Linked DNA regions of Mus musculus: all the other regions are linked to region 5. The links are chromatin contacts, called in public Hi-C and HiChIP or PLAC-seq maps. All regions are on one chromosome and are shown on one strand. Each heading gives the region's core, a stretch centred on a gene start, on an enhancer-like site or on the middle of the called end of the contact. The rest is flanking DNA. Distances are from core to core; before and after follow the strand shown. Region 1 overlaps Zfhx3 (zinc finger homeobox 3). Region 2 overlaps Zfhx3 (zinc finger homeobox 3). Region 3 overlaps Zfhx3 (zinc finger homeobox 3). Region 4 has its middle 9.2 kb from the start of Gm39243. Region 5 has its middle 44 kb from the start of Gm35145. Region 6 has its middle 36 kb from the start of Gm39243.

Region 1 (4,357 bases), core at 624-3,123, 600 kb after region 5:
GCAGGGCCCTCAGCACAGGCTGTCTGTGTGTAAACACTGCCACTTCACTCTCTCTTCTACCTCATTAACTGAAACACATTAAAGCAAGCGTGCTCTGGGATCAGAAAATGAGACTGCGACGCCAAGCTGAGAGATTCCTCACCAGCTGTGGGAAACTAGACCCGGGGGTGAGGACGCGGCCCCGCAACCCTGCTCATGGACAACCAGGCTCCTAGCATCCGATGAGGAAGGGGGACCAAAGGGGGTCAGAAGAGGAAAGGAAGAAATGAAGGCTGGGAGAGAGAAAGAGAGGGGAAGGGAGGGAAAGGGGGAGGGGAAGGAGAGGAATAGAGGGGAGGGAGGGAGAAGAATAGAGGGGAAGGGAAGAAGGGAAGGAGAAAGGGAAGAGAAGCCATGCTGGCTGGTTTTAGGTCAAGTTGACCCAAGCTAGAGTCATTGGGGAAGCAGGAACGTCAGGCAGCTAAGAAAATGTCCCCAGCAGACTGCCCTGTGAGCAAAGCCTGGGGCCTTTTCCTGACTGATGACTGATGTGGGGAGGCCCAGCTCACTGTGGGCAGTGCCACCTCTGGGCAGCTGGCCCTGGGTGCTAGTAAGAAAGCAGGCTGAGCAGGTGTCTAATGGAATAAGCCCTCTCCTCCCCAAGCAACAGAAACAACCTACTATAGACAAAAAGGGAGGGAGAAATGAAAAGGGGGGAGGAAGAGAGGGAGGGAGGGAGGGGAATAATACCCCACAGTCCTAACAAGCAGAAAACTAGCTAGCAACTGAAGAAAGCACTACCCCAAGATCTCTCCTTATAGATACATATTGTTTTCTGATCAACCTGTTCAGAAATGGGAAGGGGGAAACATAAAGAAGCTTATGAAAAATCATCAAAGCCAAAGGTAGTCGACAGCAGACAGAAGACAGTGAAGTGCCACTGGGGTCCCTGGAGTGTAGAGCAATCTGAAGTCTAAAGTCCTAAGACCCAGGGTGGTAAGGAATGTCTCAACCAGTGAAGGGCTGAAAAGAGCTGTGGGCGTGGCTGAGCTCTGGAGTGCTAGCCTAGCCTATGCAGTGAAGAGATGGGCGGGGCATCCATCTCCAATGCCCAATCAAGTAAGAGGAGGAAGGAAGGTCCACTCAGCTCTAAGGGGCTAAGGGAAGCCAATGCTACCTCAATGCTCAGCGACAGAACAAAACTTGTATTTCCTTGTTTTTAGCTATGGCCCACAGTGAGCGTCAGATTGGAACCGACACATCTAGGAAAACAAAATACTTATCAGACCTCCTAGGCCAGAAAACAAAACCGAGGCTCATGCGTTTCCCAAAATCAGCTCGATTATCCCCGCGCTAAGAATAAATGACAAGAGCCATGACTGACACGTGACCAAGGGATGCAAAAGACTTGCATACAGTCCTTAAAAAACATGTAAACTAAAGTAATAACTTGGCTGACCCCACATCCTGGACACTACAATACCGTTCTTGGTAGATGATTACTACGTGGGAAGTGAGCGCTGCTATGCAAAAGAGTCTTTTGCATTTCTTCACTGGCGCTCCAATTTGCAACCTAGGTGAGCGCCTGCCTCTCCTGGGGGTTTGCATTTTTTGCAGGTGTTTCCAACCCCGCAGGCTCCCCATTTTCACAAAGTTCCTGACTGCCTCGTAAAAACATCGTGGAAACTTAGCCCTCTGGGTCTATCAGTTCAATTAAGAGGAGCAGCTAAATTTGGGGGGGTTGTTTTGTTTAGAAGTGTATTTTTGGGACCCTCTCACACAGCTCTAACTACCAGGCAGGCAACAGACCGAGTGAGACTTTCCAGGAGTGTGTACTGGGCACATGGCTGTGGGTGTTAAAAGGCGTGGTTAAGTTAGCAGTTTGAGACTCAAAGCAAGGTGGCTCCTCCTACCACTTGTTGACTTAGATCTGTAACCAGAAACCCTGGGGCTAGCTGTGTGTTTCATTAGATAAAATGTGGGGAAATCAGCTTTTAAAAGAGGAGGGGTTGAGGGAGAGAAACATCTACAACTAGGGTAGCCAAGGAGATTAACCTCTGACATCCAGAGATGAGGCGGGATGGGCTGTTAAGAGAGAGAGAGAGAGAGAGAGAGAGAGAGAGAGAGAGAGAGAGAGAGAGAGAGAGAGAGAGAGAGAGAGAGAGAGAAAGGGAAAGGAAGAGAGAGAGAAAAAGAAGAAAAAAGTTCCAGCTGAAAAAGAAACTTCTGGAATATCTAAAATTAATAGCTCGCCACAGGTTGCCATGGAAACAGTTTTGCATACTTGACTTGCAGGTGCTGATTGTAAGGAAGGGAGAGTGGGGACTTGAAGGCCACAAGCAGGAACACAAATGTAAACATTAAAGGGAGACTCCTAAGGCAATGTTAAGTCAGCCATGTCACAGACAGCAGCAAGGCTTTCGATGTAAATGAACTCGCTTATGCAAGGCGGGGAAGGGCGGCTTTGAGGCGCCAGCCAACCCTGGGCTAGTGTCTGGGGGGCTGCCCCCGACTCCAGGATGGTCTGTGGTATTTCCAAGGTTACAGGATGCACTCAGATGTAGGCACCAAACATGAAAGGGGAGCGGTGTCAGATGTATTCCAGTTTAATTAGAGTTCAGCTTTCCTTTTGTCCATCTTTGCCTCTATGGTGCGCACACGTGGGGGCTGCTGCTTTGGTGGGAGCTGCCCTGTTGCAGTTTGCTTTGTCTTTTTTTTTTTTTTTTTAAATATGTGTTAGCCTCTGCCAAAAACAGTAAAAGAATTAAGAAAGCAGAGTAGCTCATGTCTCTGAGAACACACCTATGCTCAGCGTCGATTCCAAACCTCCACATCCTCGCGTGCAGCGAGGGGATTTTGACCAAGTACGAGAGATACAGCTACATTGATGCTGGACGTTGTTTTAAAAAAAAAAAAAAATTAAAGATGGTTGGATGGACAGATGGACGGACAGACAGACAAAGCAGCAACACCTCAGGTTGTGGACACCAGGATTAAGAGACTGGCAGTAAAAGCAACCTCCTAGCTCACTTCTCACAACTGACTTCTCCACAGAGAAGGGCTGGACCGCACACAAGCCAGAGTGAGGCCAGCCCTGGGTAGTTTCAGAGTCCCTAAGGACTGTGCTGGGGCCCTTCTTCTTAGAAGAAGCAGAGGGACCCACTTGGGAAAAAAACTTCAACACGCTTATGCTTTTAGTGCTAGAGGTGTCCAAGATTCTCACTCTTCACACAGGGTCACCACAGAGCAACTATGGTCAAGTGACACACTCAATCATCTCACTGAACACCAGTAATGGTGACGTCTCTCCACTGTGTCCTCCAAACCTGACAGTGTATCCAGTTCAAAGCCAATGGAAAACGAATTATGAAAAGTCAATTATCAGTAAGGCCCTAGGTGAAGCCAGCACCTACACAGCTCACTGAACATGAGACGTCCATGGAGACGTCCAGCCAGCGGTGCCTACCTAAGCCTTTGCCTATGGACTGGTGTTCATTGTACTAGAAGATTCTCTGCACACTACCAAAGGAGGAAGGTAAACACCAACAAAATTCTCAGCTCTTCAGGGGTGACCTGCCTCAAAGATGTGTAAGTACAATAGTGGGAAAACGGTGGGAGTAACCAACTAGTATCTGACTGGATTCAGGGCCAGTCCATGACATGCAACCCATTCCTGACGCTGCTTGGTGGCCAAGAACGTGAGGTTAGATACGGGGACGTAGGAGAAAACCAAATACTACTGTCTTGCTAAAGGAACAGAGCCATACAATGACTCCTAAGGACATTCTGTTATACTCAGATCAGTGCCTTGCTCAGCCATCACCAGAGAGGTTTCCTTCCAGCGGATGGCGTCATATAGGGGAGCCACAACCGGACAGTGTGTAGAGAGGGAGAGACCTCAGAACACTCAGCCCTGACCGGGATGTCTCCATCAAATCCCTCCCACCAAGGATCAGGGTTTTAAGAGCCAGACTGTAAGAACCAGAGGGGACGGAGGGCACCAAGGAAACAAGGTCTTGTAGATACAACAAGATTGACTCGCAGAAGAACTCACAGAGACCTTGGAAGCCTGCACAGGGGACGGATGGCACAGGTCTGAGCCAGATGGGGTTCCAGTGCAGAGAGGGGAAGGGGACATAAACCCGACCCCTAACCCAGCGCTGTCGCCAATCGATAACCACTTGCAAATGAAAATTTTGTCTCCTCCAAATGAATCTCATTGGGTATACAAGACATTCTTAAGGGCGGGCCAGTAGTGATGGCCAACAGAAAATGAACTCAACGGTATCTTTTGAGGTGCTTTGTCTTAGAATGTTTTTGTTTTTAAAAAGTATTATGGATACTTTGCATATATATATATATATATATATATATATAT
Region 2 (4,079 bases), core at 959-3,458, 660 kb after region 5:
TTTGGATTCCTGTTTATGCTTTGAGTATTCTACTAGACTTCAACAGGCCACCTCCCAGCTACCTCGCTGCCCACAAGTATCAGTGCCATCCTTCTAAAGTGCCTACCTCCACTCCAAGGTCATAGACCTGCTTGCTGCTTTAGTGGCTTCCGGAGCTGCTGGTACCCATGAGAACTCCTGGAAGTCTTTCCCTGGGAGAGGCCACAGGCTCTGAAGTCGCCTTAGCTACCCATCTAACCATGCCATGGACTTAAGTTTCCTTTCCTACCGGAGTACCAGGTGGCTTCCCGATGCACTCAGGACAGACACGTCTGTGTCAAACCCAAGTCACAAAATCCAGGGTAGCGGCCGTGGATTGCACGAGTTCACCATCCATTTGCTTCTCCAAACAATTAATATACTTAATAACTCTGGCCCCCATGACAAAGTCCTCGGACGCCCCTCGATTAACCTCTCCCTGCTATGAGCAGTGGGTCTCCCCAGCTTCCCCGTGTTCCCTACCACTTAATCACTTTTTAATCCACAACAGGACTCTGTGCCACACTGTGGTTTTTCTTTTTTTTTTTTTTCTTGTCTCTTAATCTTTTATGAGGGACCTTATGAAAAGCTTTTAGAAAAATACAAGGGAATTCTGCCTACCAGGTCATCTTTATTATTTTAGAATTCTTTATGAAGAAATTACAGCGCTTAATGTTGTAAATGAATATTTAAAACTGGGCCTTCGTGTAGACGCGCAGGTCTGACTCGGGTTATATTTAAGTCGCTGTGATATACTCCAGCTTTAGAAATATTCTTGTCTGCCCGAAAGAGAAGAGTGACTCTCCCCCACCCTGACCCTAGAGGACGGTAATTCCGGGGAGTGCTCAGGACCTTCCGGGTCAGCAAAAAAACTTAGCACACACTGAATAGTGGTGGCTCGTACCGGGTGACTTTGAACAGTAATAGGTCAAAAGTCACTGGGTCCAGGAAGGTCCTCTTGGATGTGGCGCCTGTCCGACTTCAACCTTTTCCAGCTTTTCCCGGGAGGGAGGTGGGTAAACAGCTGGCTTGCACATCTGCAGGGAGCCAGCCACAGCTTGACACTGGTACCATCTCTGTCCTCAAAACAGTTGTTTGTTGTGGCTACTGTTCCTAGCCAGCATTCTGCAACCTGTTCGGTTCTGCCCTCTAGGGCCGGTTTTCCCCTTCCCCTGGACAGATGGGACAATTAAAGATGTACAAGGAATATTTCTTGGTCGTCCAAATACGATTTTCTTGGAATGTCTGAAGGTAAAGCATTTAGGCAACGAGGCTTTTCGAGACCTGGACTTAAGAGCTGTAATACGATTCTGGAATTCATTTGAAAACTTTCCTATCAAGTAAATCAGAGGGTTAAATGATTCAAACGTCACACCAACACAATGTGCAAAATCACCCAGAGACTCTATGACCTTCTCGGTCCATGTTCCTGATTATAAAACTCCACTTAGCTTTTGCTCCAATCACAGAAACAGTAGTTAGGGTCCCAAACTGTAAAGCCAGATGAGCATCCTGCCACTTCTCCAGAACATGAATTATAGTGAAGTTAACAAGATGCAGGAAACAGACAACAGACTTCAGAATACTGGGTAGTTGTTTACACTTGAGTTAGATCCCCTATGTCAATCCATCATGGGGCACCTATTAAGAGTCGCCACAGCCAGTGAGGCAGCTCAGTGCCTACAGGTGCCCGCTTGCCGGGCCTGACCACCTGAGACCAAGGACCCATAGGGCAGAAGGAGAGAATGGACTCTCACAGCTGTCCTCTGACCTCCATACACTGGGCATACAACACGTGCACCCACACACATGCCCACAGAATGAATGAATGAATGAATGAATGTGAACTTCAAAAAAAGTTATCTAATTGGGCTGTCCATGTTTTCCTTCTGCTCCTCTCGGCTCCTGACCCCCTAGAGGGCAGAATGAGAACTGCAAGTCCAGGCACTCCATTATGGCAATGAAGCAGTTCAGCCTGCACTTACTTAATGAGCTCTTGTAAGGAAGCAGGAAGTCTATAAAGTAATTTAAATAACTTCCAGTCCTGAAATAAAGGAAATTAAACTGCTGGCACAAACCTGTCTGATGGACAACTTCTTTGTCCCTCCGATCACATCCACAGTTACAGCTGTCATAGGCCTCTTCCCAAGGCCAGCCCCCAAATTCCTCTCCTATGAAACACACAAAGGCTGCCAGTCTTCAAGCAATCCCAGCCTCGGAAGAGATCCTGAGCCAGGGATGTGGTGTGCCAGGCAGCAAGCGCAAAAGGAGTCGGCCCATGAACCCCACGAGGGGAGGCCTGGTGCTCCGACTGTAGGACCTCAGGCAGATCGCAGAGCTCCGAGGAGCCTCGGCAACAGCAGCGTGACCCGGGGAAGGCTTGGATCTGGCCAAGGGACGGCTGTGATTGTGAGAGGGTCAGATGAGAACAGAGCAACTGAAAGGCAAAATCATGCAGGTATAGTTTGAGCCACCCAGGGCCCTCAGGCCCTGGGATTTCACAACCTGCTCAAGAAGTCCCATCCTGCTGTGGCTTTCCTCCCTACTAAGAATGTTGATTCTCCGTTTCGTCTGAGCGCTTAAATGCAGGTAATTATTTGCCCGGATAATGGCTGGTCCTACTGGATATCATTTTCCTACAGGCAGAGACGGTGGCCTTTCATCTTCTATAAACCCGTGTGACCAGCACACCAAGCAAACCCTTGATGAAGGGGCTGGACTTCACCACCCCGTGGCTACCCAGACATTCACCGAATACCAATAAGCTACCAATGAGCCCTCGACTTTCCACAAGACAAGGCAAATCTCGTAACAAAATGAGACTCGTAACCCCACTGTAAGTCTACAGGGAAGGGGCCAGACTTGGGGGTGGGGGGTTTAAGGACCTCTTTCCCTGCACAAACACCCCGGCTTTCCCACCTGCAACCCTTGAAATGTGCAGACTGCTGTGGCCACAGCGGCTTCACCTGGTGAATCGAAGCTGCTAGATGCTACAGGCTTGTTTCTGGCCATAGAGTTAAGTTTACTTTACTGATAACAATCAACCAGGTATGAACTAGTCTGACCAGTACTGTGGACACAGGATCACTACAAAGATCCCTTTCGTTCCTCTTGGTCCCAAAGCTATTGTTACTGAAGGCCAGTCTGCGAATCTTCAACCCTTCCACCAGAAAGGCTAAGAATGAGGCAGGACTTTCACCACCACCAAAAAAAAGAAGTCACCTTCTATGCAGGGAGGAGAGAGGCTGGTATTCTTAAAAGAGAACCACAGTTCTTGCTCAGAGAGAGACCCATCTAAGCCCCCTTTGAGATGGAAAATCACCAACAGAAACTCAGCGTTGCTTTCTAGAAAGACCCTGGGGCGGCATGGTGGGTCCTGTCTTACGGTTTTGTTCTTTGTACTGCTGGTAACTGAGCCCAGGGCCCCACAGGAAGCCCTTGACCTTCACAGACAGACTCCATGTGAAGCTTCCCTATCACCCCAACCATTTCTGATTTTGGGTTTTTTTTTGGTTGGTTGGTTGGTTGGTTGGTTGGTTGTTTTAGTGCTAGGGATCTAGGGCCTCCTATATGCTAAGCACCATATCATAGCATTCTTAAGATCACTGAAGAATTCAAGGCACTATCTCACTTGGAGCCCATGTAACCTGCATGATCGCATTCAGAGGGTCCAGGGGCCTGTTTGAGCAATTACTGCCTTTCCTTAAAGGTCTCGCAGGCTGAGCAACAGCTGTCACCTACCCTAGAGGGCTGCTGAAGCTCTTGAGCAAAAGTCACCTCAGGGTCCAATCCCAGAGTCCCTACCCTGCAAAGGACACTCCTATCTCACAAGCATGGGCGAAGCTATCCTCCTGCTCATAGTGTGGCCACAGCTGGAAAGGATGCCATCTGAGGAGAATCTGTGTACAGCAGCTTAGTCTAAGAAGCAAATACAGACTGTTCATCATGATATCACTTATAGCACTCTCCACTACAGAAAACAAAACAAAACAAAAACTGACTTCCCACCAAGTTCACCACTGACCAACAACAAGCTATGCCTAATCTAAGTCAGCAGTTCT
Region 3 (4,339 bases), core at 1,179-3,678, 630 kb after region 5:
TCCGACTCCAGAGTGCTACTGAGCTGAACTTGCCCTCTGAGAGTTCATGTCCCTGGGGAAGGTAGCAACAGATCACAGGCTGCCTGGCTCCTGTACCATCACCTCCTCGGGGGTGGTTATGGCCTTGTTGCAGGTCTCCTACAGGTGGCTCAGCACCTGTAGGAGACCTGGTTCAGTCTTTTAGTCACAGACCCCAGGCCATCTGGTCCCTGCTCTGCCATCTAGCTCATTCATGAGCAGCAGACAGAGCTTTTGGCTAGGTTTCATCTCCCTCCATCTCCTGCCAACCTTGTCTTCGACTTTCTGTATTTCTCCGGGCTTGACTGCATAGTGAGCCAACAGCTCCCCCTCGGGAAAAGGAGGAGAAGGCAGGCTTGCAGAGGCCTCCAAAAGGATGTGCCATGATTGGTTTAAGACTCTCACGCACTCACTTGTCCAATCAATCGACTGATAACCTTGGCCTCTGTGATGGTAAAAGTTCCGTGTGCCTTAGAAACGACCTGTTCGCTTCAAACAAATCACCTCACTAAACCAGCCCCAGTGGCAAATGAGACAGGGCTTCCCACAAGGCTTAGCTGGGATCTAGGTGAGAATCGGGGGAGGCTCTTCCTAAGGACATCCCTGATTGGCTGGATGACACCTGATTGACAGTTCAAGCCCAAAAGGATGGCAGGTCTGAAGGGGCGGGAGGGTTAACAGCCCGATTGTAAAATCAATGTCATAAATGCTTGGTAAGTTACAGGAACATGCGGGAAGGGGAGGCCACGATTGATAAAGGAGAACAGCTTTGATGCTGCACCAGGGACTTGTTTATTGACAGCAAAGCCAATCTCCTCTCCAGCCTGGGTTGGGCCAGAGAAACCTGCTAGCATTTACCAATTAATTGGTGGGCTTTGCTTGCCTGGCTCTCTTCTTCCTCCTCCATGAACTGGCCGGCTAAGGGGCTGGGACTTTAAAAACAGAATATAACAACAACAACAACAACGACGACGACGACGACAGAGAGAGAGAGAGAGAGAGAGAGAGAGAGAGAGAGAGAAAGAGAGAGAGAGACTCGTTTAATTTGTTCCCTACTCCCAAGCAAGTTACTAGTTCTGAAAGACAGGGAACTGGGGCATTGGGTCTGGGGGTCGATCCTAGGAAGGTGACAGCCCATAAAGATGCAGGTGGGAAAGAAAGCCCAGTTTCCAGGCCCAGAACGCCTGTGTTAGAGCTTCTCCCCGATACCCACTGACTGCAGGCGAAACTTTTTAAGGAGATGCGTCAATAGCACTGTCCTGAAAAATGCAGGCTCACACCCCACCCCAAACAGACCTGTCAGATACACATCATCTCTGGGGACCCTGAATTAAAGTTTGAGATGCTGTTTCACGACATCTTCACCAGACGACCAGCCTGTCTGTTTCTGTATTGCCAGGGCAGGAAGGCTGCATGTGTCCTCCTGCCTGGGTCCCTAGCAGATGCAGAGAAGAAGGAATAGACTGGGAAGGGGGTGGGGGTGCGCTGACGTGAAGCAATCTCTTCATCCTGCCCAGTCTGGCAGCTCATGGGCCTCGGGGCATCCACTACTCTCCCACCCAGCGAGCTTGCTCTGTTTATCAGCCAGTCAATAAGAAAAAGGTAGTTCTTACTTAAGGAGGCAGAAGTCAACTCGGCAGGTCGATCAGCGCTCTGTCTGTAAACATGGTTTCCCGTAAAATCAATGCTCTTCAGTTACAGAGGGCGGCCTGGGAACCAAGTGGGTCCCCACACTTTCACAGGAAGCCCTGCCACTCAGCATTCACAAACCTCTCCTCAGCCCCCTAAGCCCTCCCCTCCAGCCCTGACCCCATCCCACAGACACTCCAGTCTGGCTCACCCGGAACTCTCAACCCTTCCTGCAGGCCAATTCTTGGTCCCCTGGCTACTCCCGCAGGTTCCCTTTAAATGGCCTCAATAACTACACTCCAATGCTACTTGTTTAGGAATTCAGTTCAGATTTTATAAAAGCACATCTTTCCGATGACAAAATTCAAGGGTAGACACGGAAGCGATCCATCAGGCGTTTGTGCGCACGCACTGTTGCTCCCTTCTTTGCTCTGCGGAGCATTTAAATCTGCCATTGAAAAGTACTCAGTGCACAGGAATTCCGGCACCTTAGGAATCCCCCAATACAAAGGGGGGGGGGTATTGTGTGAGAATATCAAGGTTCCCTGTTTTAAGGCCCACTGCAGTTTTGGAAATATCAATCTCTTTTAAAAAGATTGCTTTGCAAGGATAGAATGCTACTACCAGGTCTGCCACACTCGCCTGGGCAACTATCTCCCTCTTTAAAGTGAGAGGGTGTTTGTTGTAAGGAAAGTTCAGTTTTATTCCATGAAGGAGGCAGGGGGGAGGAGGGAGAGATGAATGAAATGCCTCAGTTCTGGTAGGCTGAGTAGGGGTGTGTGGTTCTAAGGAAGGGGAGGGGGCTCCTGCTGCTCCAGCTCCCATCGAATTAAACATGAACAGTCACACTGTGTAATTTTAAATTGTTAATTAGCACAGGGTTAATTAGGCGGTCCTTTCACGAGGGGCTGTTTGGCAGGAAACCAAGAAGGGAAACAAAGGGGAAAGCAAGAAAAACAAAGAGAATAGAGACAGCAAGAGAAACTGTTGCCTACGTGGAGAACCTGCAGGGCATCACCAGAGAAGTCAGCCAGCAGGCAAAGGTGCCTGGTCCTCTGGGGACTCCTTGCCCTGCCCTAGGGAGAAATACAAGGATCACCCTTCTCCTGGGACCCAGGCAGTGCACAGCACATGCTGCCAACATGTTTTGACTCAGCAATTTCTCCATTCCAGGAATTTATTCTAAGGAAACAACCCGGGAGATGTGTGGACATATGAGATTGTTCATAATAAGATTTAGGACGAAAAAAAAAAGGGGAGAGATGGAAATAATCGGGCAAAAAACAGAGAATAAATAAATTAGAGTTCATGGAATTCAACATGTTATAAGGCTGATGATGCTGAAGAAAACGTTTACAAGCACTGCAAGCTGATCAGCTGCAAATGGAGTAAAGTGTGCATTGCTAAACATAAAGCCATCATCATGTATTTCTATGAAAAAATGTTAGGAAGGTAAATTCGAGAAGGTGGGGTTATGGGTGAGTTCATTTCCTCCCTGTGCCTATATTTCCCCAAAGCTTTTTTAAAGGCTTTATAATGGAAACATCACTTAATGAGTTAGGTACCGAATCAGTATCAACAGGCTTAATCATAACTGCTCTAGGGTGGGTGCTATTCTTATACCCATTTCAGAGATGTAAAATTGAGGTAGCCTAAATGACAAAGCCAGATAGCTGCTGTAGGATCTGTGTTCTTAGCTACTCGGGATATTTTTTCTTTGATGTCTGCTGTGAGAAAAGACAACAGCAAAGCATGCTGATAGCCAGTCTTTGCATTAGATCTTCATGTGCCCAGAGACTGTTTCAAGATCGGGGACTGCTCAGACCTACCAGTCCGAACAGGAGAACTTAAAGTGGCCCTCTTTGTTTTTTCTGCATAGCATCAGAAAGCTAGAAGAGACCGCGTGAACAGAGAAGCCACACGGACGGCAGGTCCCATGTCCTCGCTTCTTTTCAAGAAAGGAGGGGCATAGTGGGACCGAAGAGATGGCCCAGTGGTTAAGAAAGCTCACTGCTCTTTTAAGGACCTAAGACCCCAGCTGGGCTCACAATACCCTCATCAGGCAGCTTACGACTGCCTGTGAGTCCAGCTTCTAGGGATGTGGCACCTCTAACTTCCTTGGGCACCTGTACTCATGTACATGTCAAATGAGAAGAAACAAAAAATAAAACAGGAATGCAGGGTCCAGAGAGATGGCTCAGTGGCTAAAAGTACCTGCTCTTCAGTCCCCAGAACCAAAGGTAGGAGGACAAAGCCAACTCCTAAATGTTACCCTCTGACCTCACACACAGTGTGCCAATCCACTGTCACACGTGCCTACATGCGCATCATAAACGTGCAATAATAATAACAATAAACCTGGAAACTGAAAAGGGCATAACTTAAAAGCTGTACACCTAGAGATGCATCCGCAAGCTCGCTCGCTCGCCCATTATTTAAAGTGAAGCTAGCATATGTCCGGATAGATATGTTCTCCTGAGGAGGAGGCTACAAATGAGCATGGCGTGCATAGTAAGTACAGTGCCTCCCAAAGCCAGACAAGGGAAAGAGTGATGTATGGGAGCATCATTGTCAAAGTTAAAAGAATGGGCTGGGTGTGGCAGCGCGCGCCTTTGATCCCAGCACTTCGGAGGCAGATGCAGGCGGATCTCTGCGAGTTCCAGGACAGCCTGGTCTACAGAGAGCCCAGGAC
Region 4 (3,814 bases), core at 590-3,089, 940 kb after region 5:
CCTTAGTTGTGTGCGAAAATCAGCAGCGCTGAAGGCTCCGCACCAAACCAAGGAGGTCACTGGTTTAGAGGGTGAATATGGTGACTCTGTAACAAGGTCAGTGGAAACCAACCAGGAAAAAGCAATTCACATAGCAGACACTGGCCTGACTTCCTGGGGAACACCTCCTTAGGGTGTTTGCTCTGTTCTTGTCCCAGTATGGACATCACTGACTCCAAAAGCGAGGAGCTCAGTCCTCTTGTCCATCAGACTCAGAAGCTCTGAGCTCAAAGAAGGGCCTTATCTTAGAGCTGTGCCCAGTCCTCAACCTTCCCAAGGCTATGACCCTTTAATACAGTCCTGAGTGTTATGGTGACACTTGCCTTCTCCCCTGCCCCCCTTCCCCGCAGCCACAAAATTATTTGTTGTAACTTCATAACTGCAATTTTGCTACTGTTGTGAATCTTAATGTAAATATCAGATATGCAGGATATCTGGTAGGCAACCCTCAGAGGGGTTGTGACTCACAGGCTGAGAACTACTACTGGCCTAGATGGTTGTTGTGAATTAAGAATCTTTGCTTCTCCTATGGAGCTGTAAACCCCTTCAACTCTTCGAGTACTTTCTCTAGCACCTTCATTGGAGACCTTGTGCTCTTTGAGCATCCACTTCTGTATTTGTCAGGCACTGGCAGAGCCTCTCAGGGGACAGCTATATCAGGCTTCTACCAGCAAGCACTTCTTGGTATCCACAGTAGTGCCTGGGTTTAGTGGTTGTATATAGGATGGATTCCCTAGGTGGGGCAGTCTCTGGCTGGTCATTCCTTCAGTCTCTGCTCCACACTTTGTCTCTGTAACTCCTTCCATGGGTATTTTGTTCCCCTTTTCTAGGAAGGATCGAAGTATACACACTGTGGTCTTCCTTCTTCTTGAGTTTCATGTGGTTTGTGAATTGTACCTTGAGTATTCCGAGCTTCTGGGCTAATACCCACTTATCAGTGAGTGCATATCATGTGTGTTCTTTTGTGATTGGGTTACTTCACTCAGGATGATATGTTCCAGATCCATCTATTTGCCTAAGAATCATACTAACCAGTACCTCCCAGAGCTCTCAGGGACTAAACCACCAACCAAAGAGTACACACGATGGGACTCATGGCCCCAGCTACATATGCAGCAGAGGATGGCCTAGTCGGTCATCAATGAGAGGAGAGGCCCTTGGTCCTGTGAAGGCTTTATGCCCCAGTGTAGGGGAATGCCAGGGCCAGGAAGCAGGAGTGGGTGGGTTGGGGAGCAGGGGGAGGGGGAAAGGGAAAAGGGGAGAGGACTTAGGGAGGGAAACCAGGAAAGGGGATAACATTTGACATGTAAATAAAGAAAATATCTAATAAAATAAAATAAAATAAAGAATCTTTGCACCCAGAACTGGTAAGCCCATATTGTGTGCCCAGGGCTGATGTAAAGCAGGAGAAACACCAATCAAATTGGCAGGGATCATGAGATGCAGCCCTTTTTTTTCTATACTCCAGGACAATGGTGAGCCTAGCTTAGCTGGCTTTGCCTTAGTATATTTTCCAATCTGGATGGTTACACGTACCCCTGAAGGTCTTGCATGTATTCCCATGTGCCTGTGTGCACCTGGCTTTGCTTTTGCACGGACTCAGGGCTTATCTGCCATGTCTGGGCCAGTGGGTTCGGTTTTCCTTTGTGTGAACATTCATCTGCCTGGGCCCATCCCCCTCCGGCCTCTCCCCCACACATTAACCTCAAATCTCAGCGCATGCTCCAGGGTCTTGCCTGCGTTGGCTGCTCCTGGGCTCGCAGCATCCCTGCCCCCTTCCCTCAGCCCTCTTATCTAAAGCAGCATGTCACTGCAATTTTATGGTCAACATTACAGACTCAAGCCCTCCTTTGAACCAATCGCACTGCACTGAATATGTTAAGGGAATCCAGGCTTTCTGAAAGGAGCCTGCTTCCTAAGCCCTACTGCCTGACCTCTCTGGGGCTGCCTCCATAAATCTGCCTCACCTGATGGGAGATGGGCTTTTTAGGATCTCTCGGGGTGCTTTGAGGCAGCAGTTCTATGAACTCCTTGCCACAATAAATAATGCTACCTGCAATATGTCTTTGAGAGTGTGTCAGTGGCGGCTGTCCTGCCATGCATTTTTAGCATTGTGCCGCCTGGAAGATAGATTCCAGATTCAGCATTTGCTCGCACTTAGTGCCAGATCCCTTTACCCTTTTGCCCCAGTGGAGTGACAGAGACCACAAATAAAATAAAATAAAATAAAATAAAATAAAATAAAATAAAATAAAAATAAAACGAGGGGGAAGAAAAAGCAGCCTAGGAAAAATGATACAAGAAGAGGGAAAGAGTCACACATACACTAGTGACTACCTGGTAATCTGATGGCAGAGGCTAGGCTGGACAGAGGAGGAGGCTGTATGGGGGTGTGGGGGTGGGGGTGGGGAGGAGTAGGTCTGGATTTCTCAGGAAGGAAGCAATGGACCTGGAGTAGCTAGAGAAGAGGCTGTTCTACCAGGCAGAGTGCCCGGGTAAGAGGAAAGCCCACGTGTAGATCTACCATCTATCATGAAGTACAGAGGCTCACAACTCTTTGCATGTAAGCACATTGGTGGCCATTACATTGGGTAGATTCTAGATAATTGGTCCAATGACATGGAGCAACGGATTTGGAAACAGCCCAGGGACAGCATCCGGGGGCACTGCTGTGTTCTAGAAGCTCAAGACAATAAAGGAAGTCACGGACTGCAGCTTAGAAAGAGCAATCAGCCTCCCCTGCCCCAAATGGCCCTGCCTCGCGCATCTCCACACAACTGGAAATGAGAGTCCGTGCAGTCGGGTGAGTTTTCCTAGTTACCATCTCTGCAACTTGAGCTCGCCGGCAGTGCTAAAGCCAACATTCACCACTGCGGTGCCCGAGAATTTCCGATCCTTTGAAATGCCCCGAGTCCCAGGAAGTTTCTGCATTAATAACTTTGCCAGCCTGTATCTATTACGGCGGGAGAGAGCCCAGGAAAGGAAGAAAGCAGAGATGGCTTTGATATGTTAACATCGCCCAACGGTAGATGCTTTCATTTTACATACTGCATCCTCTTTTAGAGGTGATAAAATCCAACAATGCCCAGGCCTGGCTTCTGTGTGTACTGAGATCCACTCAAACCCTGCCTGATAAGAGAGCCCAGGACTGCAGCAGATTCCTGGACCCGAGTTTCAGGACGATACCCACAGGAGTCACCTAGGGATCTGATGGGGCAGAGTCTGGTTCAGGCAGTCTGACCTGGGCCTGAGCTGCTGCTGCCACTGCTGCCTGAACTACTATACTGAATGGGTTTAGGGACCACAGACTTTTTACTGTGCACAGCATTGCTCTTGTCAAATGGCAGTGGATACTTCAACCCTGAGGGAAACCCAGGGTGTTCTTTTCATCCTTTATATTGTGTCCTAGTTATTCATATATTTAAAAAACCCACACATGCATCAAAACTATATAAAAATGACAAAACTTTCAATATTTCTTCTTTCTTTTTCTTCCTTCCTTTCTTCCTTCCTTTCTTTTTCCCTTTCTTTCTTTCTTTCTTTCTTTCTTTCTTTCTTTCTTTCTTTCTTTCTTTTTTTTAAGATAGAGTTTCTCTGGGTAGCCCTGGATGTGTTAGAACTCACTCTGTAGACAAGGCTGGACTCAAACTCAGAGGTCCACGTGCCTCTACTTCTCAAGTGTGCCACAATCTACTCGAGAGTGCCACCGTACCTGGCCACATGTGGTGGTTTGGATGATAAATATCCTCTTAGCCTTGGACATTTGAATGCTTGG
Region 5 (4,098 bases), core at 627-3,126:
TAGTCTAGAAGTAAAAGGAAGTCCTGTTTTCTTCCTGGTGTCTGCTGTGTCTGGTAGTCTGGGGCCTAGAGAGTCTGACATTCTCGCTGAAAGCACATATGGAGAAGAAGAAAGCTCTATCATTTGTGCCAGAAGCACCCACTTTCTTTGCCAGCTCCAAATGTCTCTGTTAGTAAGATAAGGACAATTCTGCCTTCGTATCAAATGCTGGCTGAGGTAGAGAAGGTTCTGTCTGTCAGATACATGTATGTTCTTTCCCATCTTGCTTTTTTAAAAAATTTTAATTCATACTATGTTTCATTTCATTCCTGTATTTCAAGATTATAAATGTGCGACTCTCTGGGGGTTTTTCTTTCTTCCTCCGGGTGTCTTTGCTGGAATCATGACTAGCCACGCTGCCGAGGGTGCGTGGCAACAGAAATGTGTGCCGAGCTGAGAGAAAGGACCTCGGCATTAGCCTGGCACCTGCTGACCTCTGACTGAGTGTCACAGGACAAGTCACTTTTCTGCCATCTTACTACAATTAGGACTGTACCAAATGACCTCTAAGGACTTGCTTACAGCTCAAATACTCTCTGGCTTTTAAATCTTCTTTTATGTGCACTATAACAGCCATGCAGCAACGACAAATTTTCTTCATGTGCCTATTTTATAGCCATTTTATGGGATTATAGCATATGTGTGCTCATATGTGTGTGCGCTTATATGTGTGTCTCTCTGTTACCCCCCCAACACACACACACACACACACACACACACACACACACACACACACACACACAGAGGATTAGTGGTAACCACTGTAGATAATATAAGTGTAATAATCTGTAAATACAACTTGTACACAGAGGATGCCAGGGTATTTAGATGCCTCTGTTGGAGAACACATGTAAGCATCCATCACAGGTATAAAATAGCATCCTCTGAAATGCCATTTCTTCCTTCCCCCAGGACAGATAAAGCGCCTGCAGACTCTCCGACCAGCCACTGAAACAGCCATGAAAAACCTCACGCTTTTCTAAAGCAGGACAAAGCTTTGAAGCTTCAGCGTCTGCTCCCCAGCATCCCCTGGCTGTGAGGAGGACAGCATTTCCCTAGTCAAAACAGCCTGGCTCTATTTATAGTGCTCACGTCTCCAGATAATAAACGGAACTCGCGGGCTATGCTCAGATCGCCTTCCTTCAGCCACCCCACCACTTAGCACAACGCCCACAATGAAAAACAAGGTCTACAATTTGGAGCCGTGGCTCTAGTTAATTACCTCAGAGGAGACAATGACCACCCTATACTTGAAGAGCCAAAACCCGGAAAGAGTGTCTGATACCCTTTGTTTGCCTTGGGTTTTTAGCATCCCTCTGGCTAGTTCACTGGGCTTGGTGGGTTTTTTGTTTGTTTGTTTGTTTGTTGTTGTTGTTGTTGGGGAGTAGGGTGGGTATTTCTTTAAATGATTCTAGAAATATCTCATCTCCGTGGTTGGAGAGAGGCTGTGTTCATCAGCTAGGTAATGTTCTTAGCAGATAGCGCTTTAAGTAAGGACAGCAGACAATACAGCTTCCACGGAGACTACTACAATTCCCTTCTATTCTTTTTCAAATGTTAAGTTTGTATTAGGTTATTTAATAGACCACAATATATTCAGTAGGTACAGAATCCATGGCCCCAAATGGCTGCGTTTTAATTCTATCCTTCTAGTCTGTTTTAACTAAGACGTTTTCTCCTGTGCATATAATCTTCATTATCATAGAAGTTATTTTTAATTTATAATTAACATAGTCTCTGTCTCATCATGTATGCCTTGATCGACTTGGACCCTCCAGACACATCTTATCTGGTACCACGTTGGCTGGGTCCTGCAGTTCTCCAAACATACAGTAGGTGTCTATCTTAGCCTTCCTTATCCCTTCACTTTCTTTTCTAGTCCCTGACACTGGGATATAGTGCATAATTCCAAAATGGCAGCTTTTTGAAAATTCACCTTGATTATCAGACATTAAAAGTGACTCATCCCGCAGTGACTGTCTGGCAGAAGGGATAGGATCAGACAGCAAGACAATGAGGGGACTGGGAACATTAGCGCACTAGATTACAGAGCCATCAAAAATACCTTTGTTCTGTCAAAGATCCAATCATTTGCTAGTTGTGTTCTGTGGAGGAGAAAGAAGGGGGGAAAATCCACCAAACAAACAAACAAGAAAATTCATCTGAGAATTAAAAACCTCCTCAGATCTCTTTATCCTAAGTGGGGAAGGGACGTAGCTGATGATCCATTTCAAGAGCAGGCAAGGTGGAGCTGCGTCTGAGCGGGGAATCTGTATGTAGCAGCTTTTCCCCTCAGTAGCCATCACACTTTGCTTATGACCTTCTGCCCTTTGCGTCTCCGGAAGAGCGGAAACTGCCAAGTTCAACAGGGCTTGGTTTTGTCTGTGTGTCTGTACTGAGCCTGACTCACGGTGGAACAGTTAGAAGGAATGATCGCACAATTAGAGCGTTTTCATTCAAAGCGCAGCTTCTGATTTCCATCACGGTATATTAGAAAGCTAAGCAAGACATGTGTGATGGGCTAGAGGGGCAGATGCTGAGGGAAGCTGTTGGCAGCAGGCTTTCCACAAGCATCCAAACAGGCGTCTGTAAAATAGCAGAAGGAGCCTCGCAGAGACCGTGGATTCTGTATCAAGCATGTATGTGTGTCTCTGTGTTCAAGGGGGAGAAGGGACTGGGTGGGCAGTAGTGTCCTTTTCAGGGAGCCCTTCTTAGGGAGCTGCCCAGGCAGGTGAGAGGAGAGTGAGATGTCCTGAATCTCGGAGCTTCTCATCCCCCAAGAGACGGAGAGGCCAGATGGGACGTGGGTGTCTGGCTTCCTTCTCCCTTTCTTAAAAAAAAAAAAAAAAAAAACCAAAAAAAACCCACAATTTCCATCATTTGTCTATGAACTCAGAGGAGGAGTTTATCAGTCATGGAAAATGCCCCAAAGGGGCTCAGATCAAAGGCAGACTTTGAAATGTGTACTTAGGTGGATCTCCCTGCCAAATACATTAATGTGATTAAAACACAAATTCCATTGGCAGTTATTCCATCTGTTTAGGTGATGTTGGTTGGCAGTGCCATGTACCGGTCAATGGTGGCCTTTTACAGAGGAGTGCCGAGTGAATTTAAATGCTCTGCCGCACACGGATGCTACCTGCCGCGCTCTGGGAGGATTTGGAGGTCTTATTTGCTGGCAGGGCAGGGGAACCAGCTGCTGTCACACCACACAGGGATCTAGTGATAAGAATGGCTTCCTGTTCACTGCCGTCTCGCAAATGGATTCGTGAAAACAACTCGTTGTGATTTTCTAGGTGTGGTTGGTACACGGGGGCTTGCTACTTCTTGTATCCTCCCCCCTCCCCATTCTTATTTCTGCCTTCAGGTACAGAGCACCTCCATGACCACCCCCACCCCATTTATTACGTCGAGCATCAGTGAGTACATTGCTTTATGGATGGAAGGAGACAGACTCAGCAGAACCCAGCACATACTCAGACGCCCAGTATGTTTCTTTGGATTCACAACACACTCCTTGAGCATGGTGAAAGAGAAATCTATATAGTTTAAAGATCTCTGCCTAAACCTGACCAAGAGATTAAAGGGGAGGGCTAAGGGGGAGGGCCCAGACCAATCTCCACACACCAGCACGCCTAACAGAGATAGATTTCTGTGTAAGTGAGTGGGGGGAGAGAGACCTGTGCGCTGGAGTTTTCCATCAGCGGAATGTTAATGAGCCCTAAAGGTTACCTCCCACTCATTAACAAACAGCTCTAGAGACAAATTCCAGTTTTGGGTGGTTACAGAGCAGTGGCTTCCTGTGCACAATCAAATTGTGAGACTGTCCAGGGCCTATTCTGTTGCGGAAACCCAACCTTCAACATTATTATACATGTACTCAAAATCAAAGGTGGAAGACAAGGAAAAAAAAAAAGAGGAAAGATATTTGCAAATTAAAGTCATTGGATTAATCTCCTCTGATGAAATTGATGCTGTCAAGTGAAAAATACTGCTTTGGAAAAAATAATACCCTGAGTAGATATTTCATCTGTGAAGGGAACACTAACGTTCTGGTGT
Region 6 (4,444 bases), core at 1,459-3,958, 980 kb after region 5:
GGCTCACTGATCAGCTGACCAACTAGTTTAGCCTAATCAGTGGGCCTCAGGCCAATGAGAGACACTGTCTCTGAAAACGAACCATATAGTCCTTGAGATGACACCTGAGGTTGACTTTAACCTCCACACACACGTGCATGTACACGGCATGTGCACGCACGCGCACACACACGCACGCGCACACACACACACACACAAATTGCACACATATCAAACAAAGAAATCTAAAGAAAAAGAAGGCATAACAGATTTCAGCAATCTTTTTTTTTCTATGAGAACTGCTTGGGAATCCCTCAAGGGATTATGCGATTCCCTAGTGGCTCTACACCTTCGCTCTGCCTCAGGGAAGGTGCTGAAAAATCTTCAGATCTGAAGAGGGTCCACTGTCCTTGTGTGGCTAAGTACTCACTGGGACCATGCCCAGTTACTGTGTGAGTACCAGTCTCTGCCTTTCATCCTTCTCCCGACTCTCACCAGTATCCCAACTCCTTGCTGGGTATCTAGCTGAGCCGGAGAATTACCTAGAGCCCTTCCCCACCATGAAACGGAATCTGGGCTGGGGAGAGGGTGTTATTAGCAGCCGGGCGACTAGAAGGTGAGGGTGCCACATCATTTGAAGAGATAAGGCCCGCAAATGTTATCAGTCGGGTTTTGTAGCTGGGTAGAGAGCTGGTTTACCTATCTCCTCGTTGGACCAGGGAGATGGCTCAGCAGGTAACAGTGCTGGGAGCCGAGACTGATGTCTGAGTTTGACCTCTGAGACCCAGGCAGTGGAAGGAGAGAATTGACTCTTGTAAGTGGTCTTCTGACCTCCACACACATGCTGTAACATAGGTGAGCCACCGTCCCAGTCAATCAATAGAGACACCCTCTCTCTTCTCCCCCGCCCTCTCTCCTCTCCTTCCCTCCCTCCCTCTCTCTGGGTTATTCCTGTATCCCCTTCTTTCCTCTTTGCTTCCACCTCTTCTCCTTATATTTCAGTGCATCCCCAAGCACGGACACCCACAATTGCTGCCCCCGTAGCCATTTGTTTGGGAAGCCATGTTGCTTTCCTGATGCGGCAAGGCACTTTCTCCCAAGTGATGCAGTTTGAGGGGGAGGCTGGGTCTGCATCAGCCACTTTCCAATTATAACGGACCTATAGTGAGCCAGGCTGAAATCACCTCTGATTTATTCAGGCCTTTTCCCCTGGCGATTACCTTCTCCATTCTGGACAAGACTATCTGCTCTTTCTGGGTGAGGGAGCAGCCTGATTATAGCTTCATTAGAAAATGGTGCGGCTTGCTCTCGAAGTCTAATTGGTTGACAGGGTTTGGGATACGGACGTGTGACTCGCTGACAGTGCGCGTGGCCCTCCTTTTACCGCAGAGAAATCCTTGGCTGTCAGAGTGAATGGATATGTGGAGCAGTTAATTTTATGTGTCATTAAAAGAACCTGTAATTGCAGCCATAAGTCTTTCCTGGATCCTTTTAGGAGGAGACACACGTTTTCCCAGACTTGGCTCTGTCTTGGTGACACCCCTTACAACCCTGTGCTAGTACGGCAGGTCTGGGGAGGGAAGACTCCACCAGGAGAGGTGTTGAAGACAGGATTTCCTGGGCTTTCCATGGGGGGGCGTGAGGGGGTTACTCTCAGTAGTGATTACTTCTCCAGCCTTCTGCAGGACTTTGATGCTCTGGAGGGCTGGAGACAGTTGTCATGCACAGATGCATTTCCTACTCAAGAGACATTGCTTGCATAGTGAGCAGGCTTAGGGTTCTAAGCTAGGGGAAGCCACTAGGGAGTTAACTCACCTGTCTGACGGGAAGTATGGGATATCACAGGACTTGCCTACTGATCACTGAAAAGCATGTCACAGAGTTTCTGACTGCATGCTTCGGAAGCGAATGCACAGGCCTGGGCACCAGGATCGAAATCCATTCCCCAGGCCAACCAGAGACCTGACAAGTGGAGGTGCCCAGCTCCGGTAACCTTGTCCACCCATTCAGGAAAGAGAAGTCACACTGGTGACAGACACTGTCCAGAAATACATAAGGATGGCACGTTAGACAGTAATCACTAGGTAACCATCTCAGACAGATGGAAAGAGAGGGGAAAAGCCCAAGAGTCACTATCTTTAAAGAGAACAAGCAGATCTGAGTAATCCAATTTATGGGAGATAAGAGCCTGCTGCTAGTACTGTCCTTTAACTGGACAAACGCCTTCGTTCAAGTGTCAACCCCAATCCGGAAGAGGTCACTGCACTGGGCCTGCTGCCTAATATACTCCTGAATTGGCTGAGTGGCTTTCCGAACAAACACACTGGTCCCACGGAATTGATTTTCAACAGGCCGTATTGGTCCCTAACGTAATTATCCTGCAGCGAGTCAGCTCACAGCAGCCCTTGCATTTAAACGCCGCTGGTCAGCTCAGGAGAGCTGTGGCCGCACCAAGGGGCCCTCTCTAAGCACCGCTGGGGAACCCTCTTCTCTCTCAGCAGCCATCCCCCCCTTCCTAAATCAGTCAGATGGCAGTGGGGGACTTTGTGCTACTTAATCCTAAGTGGGCATCTTGCTCATGAGATGCTGTGGTGACATCAGTCTCTTTTGTCAAGAAATAGCAAGTCCTGGCTGTTTGATAGGCACATTAAACTTACACTAAGGAGTCAAATGGGATACTTTCACACAGCATCCTTGTGGATCCCTCTTCCCTTCTCCAAAGTTCCTTGTCAGTGCCATTCCAGGTAGCTGTGGGTGTCAGGCCAGCCAAGGGCAGGCTAAGGGTGCTGACCTAGCATAGTGTATCTCTTCTTAAGACTGTTACCACATAGTGTGGTACAGGTCCTGGTTAGTCAAGCAGGGCATGCCGTTTCAACTTCCAGCTCATCCTTCCAAACTCTTGTGACCCTCAATGCTGGGAGGCCTGCTATCCAAATGAAATCCTTCCTCTCTGGATGGACCACAGTGAGCTCAAAAGACCCATGATTCCTATTCTACTTATCAGTCTGTCAGCCCCGAGAAATTACATCTTTCTCCCAGTGATGACTTATAGACATCCTTTTTGAAAGAGTTGAGGTCTAAAGCATGCTTGGTGCCTGGCATATTACACTGTGTAGAATACCACTCAGAAACTATGAGGATAGTTGCGTGGTAGTGCTCTGTAATGAGGAAATGGATAGCAAAGAGCAGGGAGAAGTCTGCATTAATATTGCCCCTCTTCCTGTATTTCTTCATCTAAGCCACGCAGTAACAACTGTGTCTGTGGCATTGGGATGTTTTGGGCTAAACCAAGTGCATGCTTGGCAAGTGTTTGGAACCATGCCCAGCATGATGAGAAGTGGTAAGGGGCAAGATCAGTCACTGTCGTGCAGTATAGGGACATTGGACAGAATCAGCCACCCTCAGTCTTTATCTGGGACCTCACCTGTTGTGACATCCTTAGCTTTCTTATCAACCAGAGATGCTACCAAGCCCAGACTTCCTCTAGTTGCCTAGCTCAAGGTGCCTGTGCCTAACTCACAGGTACACCCAAACAATACTGATGTTCTAGAAACCTTGGTCTGGGCTGGGGAGCTGCTGATGGTGAGTCTTAGAGCAGATCCCAGAAGGGACATCCCTGCCTGCTCTGACCTCATTCCAGACAGAATCTACATAGCTATGGCCAGGAGGTCATGGCAGCTGTAGCTATCAGGACATCGATTCTTTAAATTCTCATGAAACGCTGTTCAATTCTCATTAACTTGCTGGAAGCTTTGCCCAGAACTTGATTGTGAAAGACAAGGAAAATATTCTTATCTTAATCAAACTTGAAAAACTCACCACGGGGGTCTATCTTAGTGAGGGCTAAAGGCATTTTGGTTTGCTTCTATGGCTAGAGTCAGGAAAACCAAGGTAGGACCCACATCCGTTTACTTACTCCCTAGGGTTAAACCAGTACCCAGCTTGGTTCAAGTGATAGGTGCTGATTTCAACAAGTGCTGTTATTTCTAGGGGGCCCAGGAGAACAGCCACGTATTATAAAGATGATGGTTCACATAGCATTTTAAGTACACTCCTTGTATTGGTATGTGTAATGACACTCTTATCTCAGGACACTCAACCACATAAGGTCAAAGAGCAGGGCTGAGATCATAGAACTCGAGGCCTTGAGACAACTCAAGGCTACTCAGCCATCCTGCCCAGGTGTGTGGGGGAATCGAGGAAGGTGCTTAGTTGACAACATGACAGGGATGTTATTAGCATAGCCAGTTTGCATACAAGAGAGTAGAGGTGGTGGGAGAAGCTGGAGGAATAAGCAAGGAAGAAAGAGGTTGAGGACAAAAGACAAAGAGAGATGGCCAAGAGGAAAATAAGACATTATTGTTTAACGGCCCTACATTTTTATTTATCAAATAATGTTCCCTCCAATGATATATCTTACTTGCAGAGAGTAAAATCCTGCCAGAGACTACCTTGTACAAAGGCC

What was found. A called contact is a pair of places that touch in the nucleus more often than the background predicts. HiChIP or PLAC-seq counts read pairs in DNA pulled down with a chosen protein or histone mark.
Region 1: a contact with region 5 is called in an H3K4me3 HiChIP or PLAC-seq map of craniofacial prominence, with 6 times the contacts expected there. The contact joins two enhancer-like sites. A contact is called at or near these places in 5 of 115 datasets of contacts at active chromatin or transcription factors (craniofacial prominence, differentiating embryonic stem cells, embryonic basal ganglia and 1 more) and 1 of 9 other capture datasets (embryonic stem cells).
Region 2: an H3K4me3 HiChIP or PLAC-seq map of embryonic basal ganglia shows a contact between it and region 5, with 4 times the contacts expected there. The contact joins two enhancer-like sites. A contact is called at or near these places in 4 of 115 datasets of contacts at active chromatin or transcription factors (astrocytes, differentiating embryonic stem cells, embryonic basal ganglia and 1 more).
Region 3: a contact with region 5 is called in an H3K4me3 HiChIP or PLAC-seq map of embryonic basal ganglia, with 3 times the contacts expected there. The contact joins two enhancer-like sites. A contact is called at or near these places in 1 of 39 promoter capture datasets (hippocampal neurons), 16 of 484 Hi-C or Micro-C datasets (Sertoli cells, adipose-derived mesenchymal stem cells, cerebellar granule neurons and 9 more), 4 of 115 datasets of contacts at active chromatin or transcription factors (astrocytes, embryonic basal ganglia, embryonic forebrain and 1 more) and 1 of 9 other capture datasets (embryonic stem cells).
Region 4: a Hi-C map of the N1E-115 cell line shows a contact between it and region 5, with 9 times the contacts expected there. The contact joins two enhancer-like sites. A contact is called at or near these places in 1 of 484 Hi-C or Micro-C datasets (the N1E-115 cell line) and 1 of 9 other capture datasets (embryonic stem cells).
Region 6: a contact with region 5 is called in a Hi-C map of the N1E-115 cell line, with 8 times the contacts expected there. The contact joins two enhancer-like sites. A contact is called at or near these places in 1 of 484 Hi-C or Micro-C datasets (the N1E-115 cell line), 1 of 115 datasets of contacts at active chromatin or transcription factors (embryonic stem cells) and 1 of 9 other capture datasets (embryonic stem cells).

Annotation. Positions count from the first base shown.
Region 1 is chr8:108,817,532-108,821,888 of GRCm38.p6, reverse strand. The region is part of intron 3 of Zfhx3 (zinc finger homeobox 3); the gene reads right to left. Among named protein-coding and RNA genes, the nearest start is that of Zfhx3, 110 kb to the right of the region's middle. Within about 2 kb of position 1,873, at least 115 of the 459 cell types and tissues checked have an H3K27ac peak or open chromatin away from gene starts, as enhancers often do. A contact at or near this core is called in craniofacial prominence, where this site is marked.
Region 2 is chr8:108,757,815-108,761,893 of GRCm38.p6, reverse strand. All of the region lies in intron 1 of Zfhx3 (zinc finger homeobox 3), which reads right to left. Among named protein-coding and RNA genes, the nearest start is that of Zfhx3, 45 kb to the right of the region's middle. Within about 2 kb of position 2,208, at least 79 of the 459 cell types and tissues checked have an H3K27ac peak or open chromatin away from gene starts, as enhancers often do. A contact at or near this core is called in embryonic basal ganglia, where this site is marked.
Region 3 is chr8:108,786,725-108,791,063 of GRCm38.p6, reverse strand. The region is part of intron 1 of Zfhx3 (zinc finger homeobox 3); the gene reads right to left. Among named protein-coding and RNA genes, the nearest start is that of Zfhx3, 74 kb to the right of the region's middle. Within about 2 kb of position 2,428, at least 14 of the 459 cell types and tissues checked have an H3K27ac peak or open chromatin away from gene starts, as enhancers often do. A contact at or near this core is called in embryonic basal ganglia, where this site is marked.
Region 4 is chr8:108,479,591-108,483,404 of GRCm38.p6, reverse strand. It overlaps a transcript of Zfhx3 not described here. Among named protein-coding and RNA genes, the nearest start is that of Gm39243, 9.2 kb to the right of the region's middle. Within about 2 kb of position 1,839, at least 34 of the 459 cell types and tissues checked have an H3K27ac peak or open chromatin away from gene starts, as enhancers often do. A contact at or near this core is called in the N1E-115 cell line, where this site is marked.
Region 5 is chr8:109,415,204-109,419,301 of GRCm38.p6, reverse strand. It overlaps a transcript of Pmfbp1 not described here. Among named protein-coding and RNA genes, the nearest start is that of Gm35145, 44 kb to the left of the region's middle. Within about 2 kb of position 1,876, at least 67 of the 459 cell types and tissues checked have an H3K27ac peak or open chromatin away from gene starts, as enhancers often do. A contact at or near this core is called in the N1E-115 cell line, craniofacial prominence and embryonic basal ganglia, where this site is marked.
Region 6 is chr8:108,434,330-108,438,773 of GRCm38.p6, reverse strand. It overlaps a transcript of Zfhx3 not described here. Among named protein-coding and RNA genes, the nearest start is that of Gm39243, 36 kb to the left of the region's middle. Within about 2 kb of position 2,708, at least 1 of the 459 cell types and tissues checked has an H3K27ac peak or open chromatin away from gene starts, as enhancers often do. A contact at or near this core is called in the N1E-115 cell line, where this site is marked.